Regions from separate parts of the Mus musculus genome. Here region 2 is linked to region 1. The links are chromatin contacts, called in public Micro-C maps. All regions are on one chromosome and are shown on one strand. The core of a region is the stretch at or near the end of the contact, and the rest is flanking DNA. Distances in the headings are between cores, read along the strand shown. Region 1 holds the start of Fbn1 (fibrillin 1). Region 2 holds the start of Shc4 (SHC (Src homology 2 domain containing) family, member 4).

Evidence for each region. Hi-C and Micro-C count contacts between places; a contact is called where the count stands out from the background.
Region 2: a contact with region 1 is called in a Micro-C map of embryonic stem cells, with 2.0 times the contacts expected there. The contact joins the promoter of Shc4 here to the promoter of Fbn1 in region 1. A contact is called at or near these places in 1 of 39 promoter capture datasets (hippocampal neurons), 4 of 484 Hi-C or Micro-C datasets (cerebral cortex, embryonic stem cells and uterus) and 2 of 9 other capture datasets (liver and pancreatic islet).

Annotation. Positions count from the first base shown.
Region 1 is chr2:125,502,691-125,509,141 of GRCm38.p6, reverse strand. Fbn1 (fibrillin 1) reads left to right here and starts at 2,704. Exons shown (of 66, transcript NM_007993.2): 1 at 2,704-2,803; 2 at 3,353-3,702. The coding sequence starts at 3,539.
Region 2 is chr2:125,721,644-125,728,094 of GRCm38.p6, reverse strand. Shc4 (SHC (Src homology 2 domain containing) family, member 4) reads left to right here and starts at 3,947. Exons shown (of 12, transcript NM_199022.2): 1 at 3,947-5,302. The coding sequence starts at 4,718.

The DNA.
Region 1 (6,451 bases), core at 1,455-3,954:
TCAAAATGTTTGATAAAGAAAAGTTCTGGAAAACGATGGCAATATAGTCTCATCTTTGGTGAGGTGGTTAGAAGAGGGTGCTTTACTTTGGTCAAATTGGCTAATGAATAGCTAAGTAATAAAAGGTAGAACACATGGATACATCATTCAATGGCTATCAGTCAACTTACACTTATGTTCATCTCCACAGCCAAGATTCACTTCACTCATTCTTAAGAAAGCAGTGGGGCAACTGAGGCACACCAAGGCTCTGTCAGTGGCTGCAAATGTGTGGGTGTCTTTCTTCAGTACAGAGAATAATAATGGAGTGGGTGAAAAATGGGGTGAGATTTTGAAGCTGTCATCATATCACTCCCCAGGAAGGAACTCCATTGGCTCTTTCAGTTATATCTATGGTTCTCTTTTGTAGGAAAAGCTGTTCCATGTGGAAGTCCAGGGGAGGAGAAACTGAAAGCGAAAGGCAGGCTGGAGGACTGCCGCAGCCCTTGCCAGCTCTCCACTTGCTGGGGAGAACTTGGTGATCATACTATGAGATAAATGGAACCCTTACTGGGGTTTGCTCTGTGCTACCTGGACAAAGCCTTCCGAGGGCCCTGCGTTCAGTCGCTCTGTTCCATTATGTTGCCAAGGAGCAGCCTCCAGGAGACAGGGGACAGGATCACATTGCCTCTTGCATACCACTTGAATACAGAGAAATCAGGCAGTTTCTAGATTGCACAGTGGGTTCAGAACAGCCTGATACACAGAGGTCAGACCAAAGTCCTCCCTAACCCCCAGAAACCTTGCTTCTGCCGACCATGGGACTATGGTTCCTCGGTTTGGACCCCTTTCCCACCTTTAGTAATATCCCTACCACCCCTTTGGATTTGTGGGGATCTTTGAAAAATAGCCATGTCAATGTCCACCACAGACTTTAAAAAACTGGGTCCTTGCCTATTTCTTTTTAAGTTCCTAGAACTTACTGTGTATCTATAGTTAAGAACTTTTGCTCTTTCTAAGTCGCCATGGTGCCTTAAAAGGGTTCAATGATACTTTATCAGGGAAGCCTCCTCTATTGGCCCTAGCCTATGTCTAGTCATGGTCACATACATCATCTAAGCAGTGCCCCGTGTTTGTTGGCATGTAACATATGAGCTACTATTTGTTTCAAGCTTGCCTTCCCTGTCGATCACCTGCTGTGCAAAGGGACTGAAACTCCTGGCTTACTTGCAAGTGATTCTGATTCATCCGTGGGCCAGGTGGCACAAGTGTTCAATAGCTACTTCTTCAATGAATGGTTCTTTATTTGACGACATTTGGAGTATATGTGCTCACTTGTGCGCATGCGTATGCCGAGTACGTTGGTCAGAGGACACATTCAGGAGTCTTTCCTTCCTTCTGCCAGGTAGTTCCTGGTGCTAGAACGCACGTTACCAGGCTTGGTGCTTTATTTGCTCAGAGCCATCTCCTGGCCCTCGAATGAATACCTCTTTTCTCACCTGAAGATGTAGGACGGAATCTCCAGTTCATGGATCTGTTAAGAGGATTTTTTTTTGAAAGTAAGACCTCAATTAAACTAGATAATATATTTAAATAATTATGAATTTAAATCAGTGTTTAAGTCTTCCTATTCAGGTATCGAAGCAGTGCAGTGAGTCCATTATCATGAGGCGTGGTCCATTTTGAAAAGAAGATGGAGTTGATAACATGCCTCGATCTCTATAATCTCATATCCGGGCACAAGATGTTGAAAACAAGAAAAATCCGGGTCAACAAGATGCGTGCATTCTTAGGGTAACTGTGTGGAAAGTGACAGTTGGTGACTGGAGTCCCTGGTCCCTGCGGTCGAGCCCGATGTGGATTTCAGACACCCCCACCCCACCCCAATCCCATGCATGTGTGTGTATGTGCTCTCTGTATAGTGTGTACACATGTGAAAATAGGGTTATTTTAGGAAACCCCATTCCTAACTGAGAGTTGGGCGGGAGGATTGTCTGAAACCCAAATCACAGGCCCCCACATCACAGACTGAGACTTTCGCAGCCTCTTCATTTAGCCTAGGTGAGTAGCTTGACCTGAGCCTCGGGAGAATTGCTCCTCCAGCGGGCTCCTGACACTGGCATGCCCCTTTCGCCGCCGCTAACCTGTTGGCTGGCTCAGTGGTGGTGGCCTCACCACAAGCCCTGCCTGAGCCTCGGAGCCTACAATTTCTCCTCCCAGCCAGACAGCAGAAGACTGGGCTGAGAAGCGAGGGCCACTGCCACAGAGCCCCTTTCCAGCCAGGGCCTCCTGGGCCTCGTTGGCCAAGGTGTCCAGCATGCGTTCTCCGCGCAGGTGGCCCAGCTCTCCGTGCTTCTGATCGCGGGAATCTCGGGTCTGGACCTCTCAGCCGCAGGCAGATCGGTCTAAACCGCTACTCCACCTCTTCCCATTCCCTCTCTTCCCCACCCTGGGACGGAATATCCCAGGCCAGGCAGGACTGGATCACCTCCGCCTCCTCCCAGGGCACTGATCCTGCGAATGAGGGAGGCCCGGGTCCGGGCGGTGGCTGGCAGAGGGGAGTGGAAAGGGAGGATAGATGGGGCCGGGGGTGGGGTGGTGATGGGGGGAGGTGGGGAGGGTGTCATTTTCTTTTTCTTTCTTTCTTTTTTTTAAAAAAGTATTTCTCTCGCGAGAAACCGCTGCGCGGACGATACTTGAAGAGGTGGGAAAGGAGGGGGCCGCAGAGTTGGGGCAGAGACTGTGGGTGCCACAGGCGGCCACAGCTGGGACAGCTGCGGAGCAGAGCAGCCACCGCCGCCTGAGAGTCCGAGCCGCTAGTCCAGTGGGTCTCATGGGGTCCCGCCAGGGTCGGGCGGCAGGCGGGTGGCTGGAGGGCCGTTTGCGCGGCATCCAGGGCAGGAGGCCGGGCAGGGTGAGGGGATGTCTCGAGCATCTGCAGCTGGCCCTCTCTGCCTGACAGCTGCAAGATCCGGGACTGCAGTGCCCTGCTCCACGTCGGATGCAGGGGACTGGCGGGGTTGGCCATGACCCGGTATGTGGGCGGAGAGGACCCTTTTTGGAGAGCTGGGGCGTCAGCCGTCACCGCGCGCAATCAGTGCCATTAAGACCGTGTAGGCAGTCCGCTCGCGGGACGCCTGGGCTCCCTAGGGACACGGTACTTGGCGCCGCGAGGCCACAGGGTCCGCGGATGCCAGTCGCCGGGTTCTGGCTCTGCAGCTAGTTGGGATCGAGTGGTCCTCGTTCCTCCGAGTAACTGCGCCACGCGCAGGCGGCGCGCGGTCTGGGCTCGGCACCGGGGACTGCGAGCTTTCAGCATCCCGGAGCCCTGAGTGTCTCACCTCCCCGCCTTGGGGACTTGTCTGTGTTGCAGGACAGGCAGGGACTACCCGAAGTGGGAGCAGTCCCTGGAGAAGAAAGCTGTAGGACCCAGGCCGGGGACCTCTCTGCATCAGGACAGCCGGACAGTGAGACAGCGGGACCCCGGAGACTCGGGCCGCTGGAAGGCGCGGCGGCGGCGGCGGCGGCGGCGGCGGAGCGAGTGGCGGCCGGCGGCACCATGCGGCGAGGAGGGCTGCTGGAGGTCGCGCTGGCGTTCGCCCTGCTCCTCGAGTCCTACACGAGCCATGGGGCGGACGCCAATTTGGAGGCTGGGAGCCTGAAGGAGACCAGAGCCAATCGGGCCAAGAGAAGAGGCGGCGGAGGACACGATGCGCTGAAAGGGTAAGGGAAGCTCCCAGCTGCTTCGGTGTGCCTCCCCTCGCCCTTCTTGGGACTTTAAGATCCACAGCAACTGACAGGGCAGGTTCTGGCCCGTAGAGGACCCTGGGTGAGATCCCCGGGAGACAGCCTGGAAGTGCCAAAGTTACTCGGTCATCAACTCTTGTTCAGATAACTCGCCTTGTTCCTGGCCCAGAGGAGAAGTCCTGGCTGGAGGGAATCCTGGGCCATTGTTGAAGCAGATTTGGGGAGGCGAGAATGGTTCCTTGTGGAAGAAGGGGAGGAGCTGAAACCCAGAGAAAGGGAGAAGCCCACTGCTTCTGCTGCTTACCAATTCCAGTTGCAGGGAGAAGTGCTTTTCCCGTGTGGGCATCAGCTATTTGGGAGGCATCGCTGAAAGGGAAGAATCCAGAGACTGAGATGAGATGCGTGGTCAGGAGATGGTCCTTCCTTTAAGTCATTCTCATGAAAACCAGAGCTGTACACTCGCGTTCAGACACCTACCCTGGAAGTTTGTAAGGCAGAGGGTTTTGAACACTAGTGTCCGGCCTGCGTGAGCTCTGCATGCAGCTGTGGCTGGCTCTAAATGGGTGTTCATGCGGTATCTTCTTGGAAAGCCCTGTACTATCAGCTTCCCATGCCCTAGTGTTGCAGCTGGGATGACTTAAATCGGTCAGGTTGGCTGTCTAAGGCTTGGCAGTTTCCGGAGCTGAAGGAGATGGAAATAATTCCCCTAAGAGTTTTTAATCGTTTAAAAAGGACAATCTCTGAGATTAAGTTGGAGTCTCTATTAGAAGTGGTAAGATAGAAATAAACGGCCACAGTTCTGTCCTTTGGAAGAGCCTGCTCAATGATTCAAGCGAGTGCACATGCTGAAGTTTCTTGTCATTCTAGGGGTGCATTTTTCCTGACTTGATAAGAGTTCAGTAAATGGGTGGAAAATTGATTTTAATGTTCTCAAGAGGCCTTTGTTTGGTTCAGCATCTTTCTTTCAAAAATCTATTTCTGCTGCACAAGATCATCTTAGTATCTATTGTGATGGCATTGCTCATATATATGCCAATATAAATGCATATATATATATATATATATATATATATATATATATATATATATGGAGGGGGAGAGAGAGGGAGAGAGAGAGAGAGCGAGGGAGATCTTTCACTCTGGGTTGCAAGTCTTAAGGCCAGAGTTTTGCCGGATCTTAGTGTGCTTCTGTTACCAATTTGCATGTCTCTTTTTGAGAAGACAACCTGACAAACAGAGAGGTGTCCCTTCTCTGCTGACAGAGCTGCACTTTGCCACACCATTGGGTTTCACATGAGCTTATGAATATAGAGTTATTGTCTGTACTTCTCCTAGTGCCTGATCTGACAGACTCCTGTCCATTGCAGTTTTTAAAAGATTTTATTTATTATAAATAAGTGCACTTTTGCTGTCTTCAGTCACACGAGAAGAAGGCATCAGATCTCATTACGGGTGGTTGTGAGCCACTATGTGGTTGCTGAGATTTGAACTCAGGACCTTTGGAAGAGCAGTCAGTGCTCTTACCCGCTGAGCCATCTCTCCAGCCCCCATTGCAATTTTTATAAATCTTTTTTTAAAACACATAGTATTAGTAGAACAGCTACTATGAGTATTCCTAGCTCTTATGATATTTTTAAGGTTTTCTGCCTCTATTTCTATGTATGGCTGTGGTAAAATTACTTTAAACGATATACAATTAAAAGTACTTCTCTCCTGCTTTTTATATACATTACACATTTTTTCTAACAAAATTATAAACATATATACATATCCACATATGCAGCACATATATATACATATATACATATATGTTTGAACATATGTATGTGCATATGTTTTACTACATGGATGTGCTGTATATAATATGTGCCTTCACTTTTTATATATTTTCAGTGTATCTAACTGTTAACTTATGTTCTTTTGGTTTGTAGAGTCCCATGATATGGTGGCACAGGTCTCAAATAATGGTTCTTGAGATTATAGTAAATCTTTCACTATTAACAACATCTTTCTGTGTAATTACATGTCTATGCATAAGCTTATATGTGATCCAAGTAGAACTGCCGGATCAAAGTTTTTCCTAGGTTCTCAACACACCCATTCAGGTGCTTATTTTGAAATTTCTCTTTGCTCACTGCTATTACAGTCTCACATGAAGAGTCTCTCAGCCATGGTCTGCTGTGTAAACCATAAGAAGAGCAAACTATGCACGGTGTTTGTCCAGTTATAAGGTTTCTATTTGTCTTCACTAACGTGTGTAGTTCAAAGCTACCTCTAACTACGCTGACACCTGCTCATTGTGTGGATGGGCGTGCTGGGTTTCTGAAGTGGAGGTGGTTTGTAGTCCCCAAGGCTTATGTGAAACACAGGTGATGACTTTTGACACCTCGCTAATAATTTACACACTGATGTCTGTCATGGGCTGTCTGCTTGCCCACACCCAACTCCCTCTGCTTTTCCTCTGACATGATGGTACCAGCTCCAAGTCCTGCGTTCTTTTCCTATCAGGTGTCTCTTGCTGTGCAAACTGGAGAACCTGACCCCCACTAGGCATGCCACCCAAGTCTGTCTCCTCTCCTGATTCCCATTGCAGGTGTTTTCTTCCCTTTTTCTTCTTGCTGGGCAGCAGAAGTTTTTCCACTGTGGAAATTTAAGCATCCTCAGTCCCCACCCCAACTTTTGCTATGTTTTCTTGGAACAAATTGCCAATTATTGTTTTTAGGGG
Region 2 (6,451 bases), core at 2,698-5,197, 220 kb before region 1:
TGATGCCCTCTTCTGGTGTGTCTGAAGACAGTGACGGTGTACTCACATAAATTAAATAAATAAATCTAGAGCTAAGGAGCAGCAATTAAGAGTACTTGCGGGCTGGAGAGATGGCTCAGTGGGTAGGAACACTGACTAATCTTCTGAAGGTCCTGAGTTCAAATCCCAGCAACCACATGGTGGCTCACAACCACCCATAATGAGATCTGACACCATCTTCTGGTGAGAATGAGCAAACAACGGAATTAGGTTTCTGTGTCTACTGGATGATGTTGTGGTGGTCAAAAGCCATCACATGGGCCCTGCCTCTCATTGATCATGGGCTTAGACAAGGCACCATAACATTGTTCACAGGTAGAGTTGTGAAGCACTAACTTTAGAACCTGGTCTGGAGGAATATGAGCCTGCCCCAGCCCTATGGTGCCCATCTTATAGATAAGAAAATGGCACAGCTTACTGAAGAGCCCGCTCTCACATTAATGGCTTTTCTACCCCCACCAATGGTACTAGGGACGAAACCCATGGCCTCATGCATGCTAGGCAAGCATCACCTATCTCCTTCTCTTAAGTTATTATTAGCTTTGAACTCACTCTAGTCCAGGCTTTGCTTGAGCTTGTATCCTGCTACCCCAGTCTCCTATGTAGCTGGGATTACAGGTCAGTCACTAAGCCAGTCCAGCTGAGGGTCCTTTTCCTACACTGAGCTGCCAAATACACAGTGCATGTGGGCAGCGGGCAGGCCATCAAGGTTTCTCATAACCTGTAGCCTGGCTTTATCTTTGCTTCTAAGAGGTCTTTGGTGAGCTGCCTACAATTCCTTATCTCTGGCGGCTTTGCAGAGTAGAGGCAGGAAAGCAATAGGTGGGAGACCAGTTACTTTCTGGCTGATCTGGGATGGCAGACTCCGTTAGGCATCTCCACAATACTGGAACCTGTAAGAAGAAATCCCCACCTCTCCTTTCCACCACCAGGGAGCAATGAGCCTGCAGTCTCAACAAGGGCCAGCATCTAGATGTGGGGTTTCTGATCATCAGGTGGCAGTGGGTCTGGCAGCCGTATGTCCGGCGCCATCATCACTCACCAGCTGGAGTCAGGCTGCACAACTTACTTTCCTTTACTTTAGTACAACCAGTTTAAACGTATCCTGGACTAGCTTACAATTGAGTGAGACTCAGACTGTGGTTGTTTTATTCGGCTTTGACAATTACTGGGAGTTACTCCTAATCTGCTCTTCTAAGTGCTGGCCTGGCTACCTCCCCAGTGGTGCACCTCAGATACTTGCTGTTTCTCCTGGTCACATGCTCATGATCCATCTCCCTTCATGGTGGCTTCCTCCTCTCCTCTCATTCTTTCTCCTTCTCTTCCTGGTCTCTCTTCTCCACCCTCAACCAGGTAACTCAAAACCCACCTACCTCTAGCCTCTCCAGTAATTAGCTGTAGACAATTTTATTTAACCAATCATTTTTTGTTTGTTTTTGTTTTTGTTTGTTGAGACAGGGTTTCTCTGTGTAGCTCTGGCTGTCCTGGAACTTACTCTGTAGACCAGGCTGACCTGTCTCTGCCTCCCAAGTGCTGGGATTAAAGGCATGGGTCACTACTGCCAGGCTAACCAATCATTTTAAATCAAGGAACAAGGTTTGCACAACAAAAGTGTGTAAATGTGAGAATTCACTTGTAGGCCTAGATCTTCAGGTACAGAATTTAGCATTACAATCCATTGCAACAGACCAAACATTAACACTTTATGCCACAGTGCAGACAGTTGTTAATACTACTGGCACACAGGCATTACCTGGTGGGCTAGCTCTAGTGACCATTACTTAGTGTTGTCTTTGTTTCTGTTTCTAGTGGGAGACGATATATTGGCCCTTTTCTCCCCATATACCTTCTTAGCCAGCCATCTCCAGGGCTGCTGGACAGAGGGACAGCTTTTCAGCGGGTGATAGTGAATGTCTTCCAGGCTCCCAGGACAGAGAAGTAGCTCACAGCGTCATGCTTGCTGGTCCACCTAGCTCAGCCTGCAGCCCCCAGAGTGCCCTATCATGCTGGTCTGGTCAGCACAATGCAGAGCTGCCTAAGAGGGCCTTCTAGGTCACTCAGGCCTACAGGCAGAACGGCATCCTGAGGTCTTGTTAGAGTTTTCAGCATCACCACCTTTCCCAGACACAGACGAGCATTGGGAATAGCTTCTTGAGACAGTGTTCCTTCCTTGGTGTCCCTTACTTTGTGGTACTTTTCCTTTTTGGTTGCCTAAGATGACATAGTATACTCTAGCAGTTGGGAACACTACTTCAATGGAGACACCCTGGTTCCATTGGCCTTTAATTTGCTTATTTATTTTAACGATTTATCTTATTATTTTAAAAGTATAGGTGTGTGCCGTTTTTAAGTGTGTGTGTGTGTGTGTGTGTGTGTGTGTGTGTGTGTGTGTGTGTGTGTGTGTTTGCAGGTGGCCATGGAGTCCAGAAGAGGAGATCAGATCCTCAGGAGCCAGAGGTACTGTGAGCTACCTGACACAAACCCTTTCAGGTCCTCTGCAAGAGCAGTACACGTTTTTAACTACTGAGCCATCTCTCCAGCAACCTTTTAAAAAATGCTGCCCAGGATGCTTCGGAGATGCAGGTACTCTCCCGGAGCATTGTGGGGATGTTTTACAGGGACTGTAGCTATTTCATATGCTCCCACACGTCATTCATTAGCTGCCACTCACAGACAAGGCCATTACCACTCACAGGAACTTCTCTCAAGGTAGTGGGATGTTACTGTGGCATGGCATACGGTAAGGTGGGACCCAGAGGAGAAGGCAGAGATGAAAGAGAAGCATGCGTAGCAGTAGAGGTACTAGCGGATTTTTTCAGTCTTACTCCCTCCTCCTCCCACCTTCCACTCCCCTGATCCTGTCTCCCTAGGTTCCGGGTATATGAGTTCTGATTTAGCCATTCCTTTCGTGTTTGCCAAATGTGGAGGTGCAAAAAGAAAGTCAGAAAGGAAGGTATAGGACGCCACAAAAGGCCTTCCCAGTGGATAGAAAAAGCTCACAAAGTTGTCAGGCAGGATACTAACAAGCCGTTCTGAGCCTAAGCACAAAAGCTTGGCGGCGGCGAGGCGCCTTTGTCTCCTAGTCACCTGCACTGGTTTCATTCAAACCTGTGTTTGGATGGCCCTGGAGTTCAGGCTAAGTCCTGAGCACTCGAGAGCCCGTGGTCAATGAGAAGGTGAGGTGGCCTTCTTCCCAGATTCTCTTGGCTGCTGCCTTAGTATTCGAAATCATGAATAGTCTCAGGTACTGGAGCCAAGGCTCACAGAGAAACGCAACCTCAGCTGCTTCCTCCCGGAGACTCTCACCCCACCCCCACCCCAAGGTCTCAGCAGTCCGCTCTTCTCAGCTCCTGAATGAACCTGCATTTCCTCTGCCCAGCTGGGGCTCAGGCTTCCTGTGGGCTCAGCCTTTACGGTTGTCTTCCCGGGGCCTTTGATGGGCTCAGGAAATTGTATCAGACAGAAGATGGGGCGGCAATCAATTAAAAAAAAAAAAAACGTTTCTAAGAAAAACGAATCTAGGCTTTGAACAAGAGTTGTTTGTGTAACATATGCCCTAATGTCCATGGAACAATATATCTAATTTCTAGCTCCTTTCTCGCCCCTCCCCATCTTAACAAGAAAGGAAATCGATTTTTAACCTTCTGATTCCCAGCATACTGACGATCCAGGAGCAAAGATTGCCTTTACTTTTAACCCATTCATCAGATATTACCCTCCCTTTTCTCTGCCCGGCTTCGTTTCTCCCGGCTACTAGTTAGTATATTCACGGTGCATGACTCATGAAGCTGCAGCCTGATTGGATGAAAACCAAATCGCACCCCCCACACCCCCACCCCCGCGCCGCCCCAAACGGGTCAGTCAATTACAGCTATTCTCGGCTCCATTCACAGATTTATTAGCTCTCACACAACGAGGGAAATTCATTCGGCAAAGTTCATTCATAAAAATTTCAACAGCCTGGGTATCGTCTGCTCAACTCAGCCTTTTGCTGTGCACAGGCTCCTCCTGAAAAAAGCCTGCAGGAGAGTACAGGAGGGAAGGGCGCCCTGAGAAGGGGTGGGCCGGCCGGGATCGGACCCGAGCCACACAGAGGATGCCCGGACCTCAAGCTGGAGGAACAATGCAGACCAGCGCCCGTCGCTAGGACTCCTGGCTGGTGGCCCAGAACCAAGATCCTCCGAGAGAGGGCAGCCGTCATAACCCCAGCCCATACAGAAGGGCCTTTGACTCTTATGCGCTTTTTTATTTTTCCCTTTGAAATGAACAGTCACGGGAACAAATAAAGGGTTAATGGGCTAGTCCCTGCCCCGCCCCGTGGGAGCTGGAGGGGAGCAGGTTTGAAAGTTCCTGTGCGCAGAGGAAAAGGGGGTAAATATTTCTGCTAAGACTAGAGGCGTGGTGGCACCCGCTGCCCCAGCCTGGGGGACGGGACTCCGGGGCGAAGACACCCCCGCTCCCACCCCACCCCACCCCCCGCGCTCCGGGGGCCTCTGCCAGGGCCTGGAAGGGCCGGCCTGCAATCAGAGCTGGGGAGGCGTCCTCCGGGACTGTCATCCTTGAGCAGTCTCGGACCCGGGCTGGTGACCGCCAGAGCAGGAGAGGTGACTGTGGCGTGGGTCTACCGGACTGCGAGGCACTTTAGGCTGCGGTGCCCAGTCTCAGCACTGCTAAGGCTATGCGAGAACGCAGCCAGGACAGCCAGGCAGGACTCACGCTGTATGTAGGACTCTTTGGGCACCTGGGGATGCTTCACAGGACCAAGTACAGCCGCTTTCGGAACGAGTCCATCACGTCTTTGGACGAAGGGAGCCCCGGAGGCTCCGTTGGAAACAAGGGCTCGTCGCCGCCTCCCTACCCAGCCCTGGCCCCTCACCTGCCGACTGAGGATGCCACTGTGTCCAGCCAGGAGAGCCCCACGGCGCTGTGCACCTTGATTCCCCGTATGGCAAGCATGAAGCTGGCCAACCCCATCACTTTTCTGGGTCTGAAAACCTTCTGCTTGGGTACGAAACAGGTGAGCCGGTTGAAGCTCCAAGAGAACCAGGATCAGACTCCAAGCCGTCCAGCGTCCCCAGAATCCAATCTAAACAGGACTGGACCTGCACCTGCACCGGATCCGGACCAGGTGGGACGCAGGCCCACCTCTTTGCGTCCTGATACTTGCCCACTGCCTGGCCCTGGAGAACCAAGCCCCAGGAGCAAGCAGGACGGGCCCCCTCTGCAGCACCTGTTGGGGAACGGTCTGAACTACTGTGTGCGGGTAAGTCCCTTAAGGCCTACTCCCTGAGCACTCACAGGAAGGGCAGCTGTGCTCTCTGCGGGGACTTCGATTTAACCTGGCTGGGCTCTAGATTACAAGACATACCGCTGGATCAACCGAAGGGAGAGTTGGCCTTAGAGATTTCCTACAGGGATCTGACACATGCCAGAGTCAGATCCACTTTGCTCCAAGGGTGTGAGCCATTGCTAACCCATAGGCAGCTGTTGGCTCAGACATAGCTTCTCATAGAGACAGATAAGATGGCAACTGAGACGTGGTATAAAAGGGATTTGACGTGGTTTTATTTATTTATTTATTTATTTTGGAATCGACATTTCAATGTTCAGCAATTGATGCATCTGTGAGAGTACTCAGGGACTCTGGGACAGGGGAGCCGGGTGTAGCTGGGTTCTGAGATTTATGAGAAGGTGTATCTATGGTAGAAAGGTTGATTCAGGACAGGCGCAAGAGTAGATCAAAGTCACTGTGGGGTCTTCGGGGAAGCTTGGGGTTTGTCCTGGAGAGGGCACGGAGAGGTGGAGGTGACGGCTAGCACAGTCCCCAGGGACTGAACAAATTAGAACAGGGAAGAAAGGGAGGTCATCAAAGCTCTTCAAGGGCCAAACAGAGAGGCTATAAACACTGGTGAGCAAGATCCTCATAGGTCCGCAGGCATATCGTGAATGTAGGTCTTAAAAGATTCATCTGATGATTTATTTAACTTGTGCTGAAGCAGGAAGAGATCCTCGAGGCCAGTGAGAATGCTTGCTGTTCTTCATGGAGGGTGTAGCTGAGTTAGGATGAAGACTAGAGAATGAAGAATAACTTCCAAAGTTAAGTCCTGGATGATACTCAGGATGCCAGAGTCAGCAGAGTCAATTGGGAAGGGGACTCATCAGTTTGCACTTGACCTCTCCGATAACAACAGTGCTATCTAGAGGTGCTGGTGTGCAGGTGAGCAGTCTCATCAGCCCGGCAGTGATTGAGCTTAAAAAGTCAGAGCTGAAGGCAGAAGAGTGGGTGATTGCTTTGCACACTGACAGCATCAGGCTCATGGACAGCTTGGGGGATGCTGGAGAGATTACAGAGAGAACGGGCTTGGAGCAGACTTGGTAAATGGATGCCCACAGCCCCTAAGGAAGATAAGCG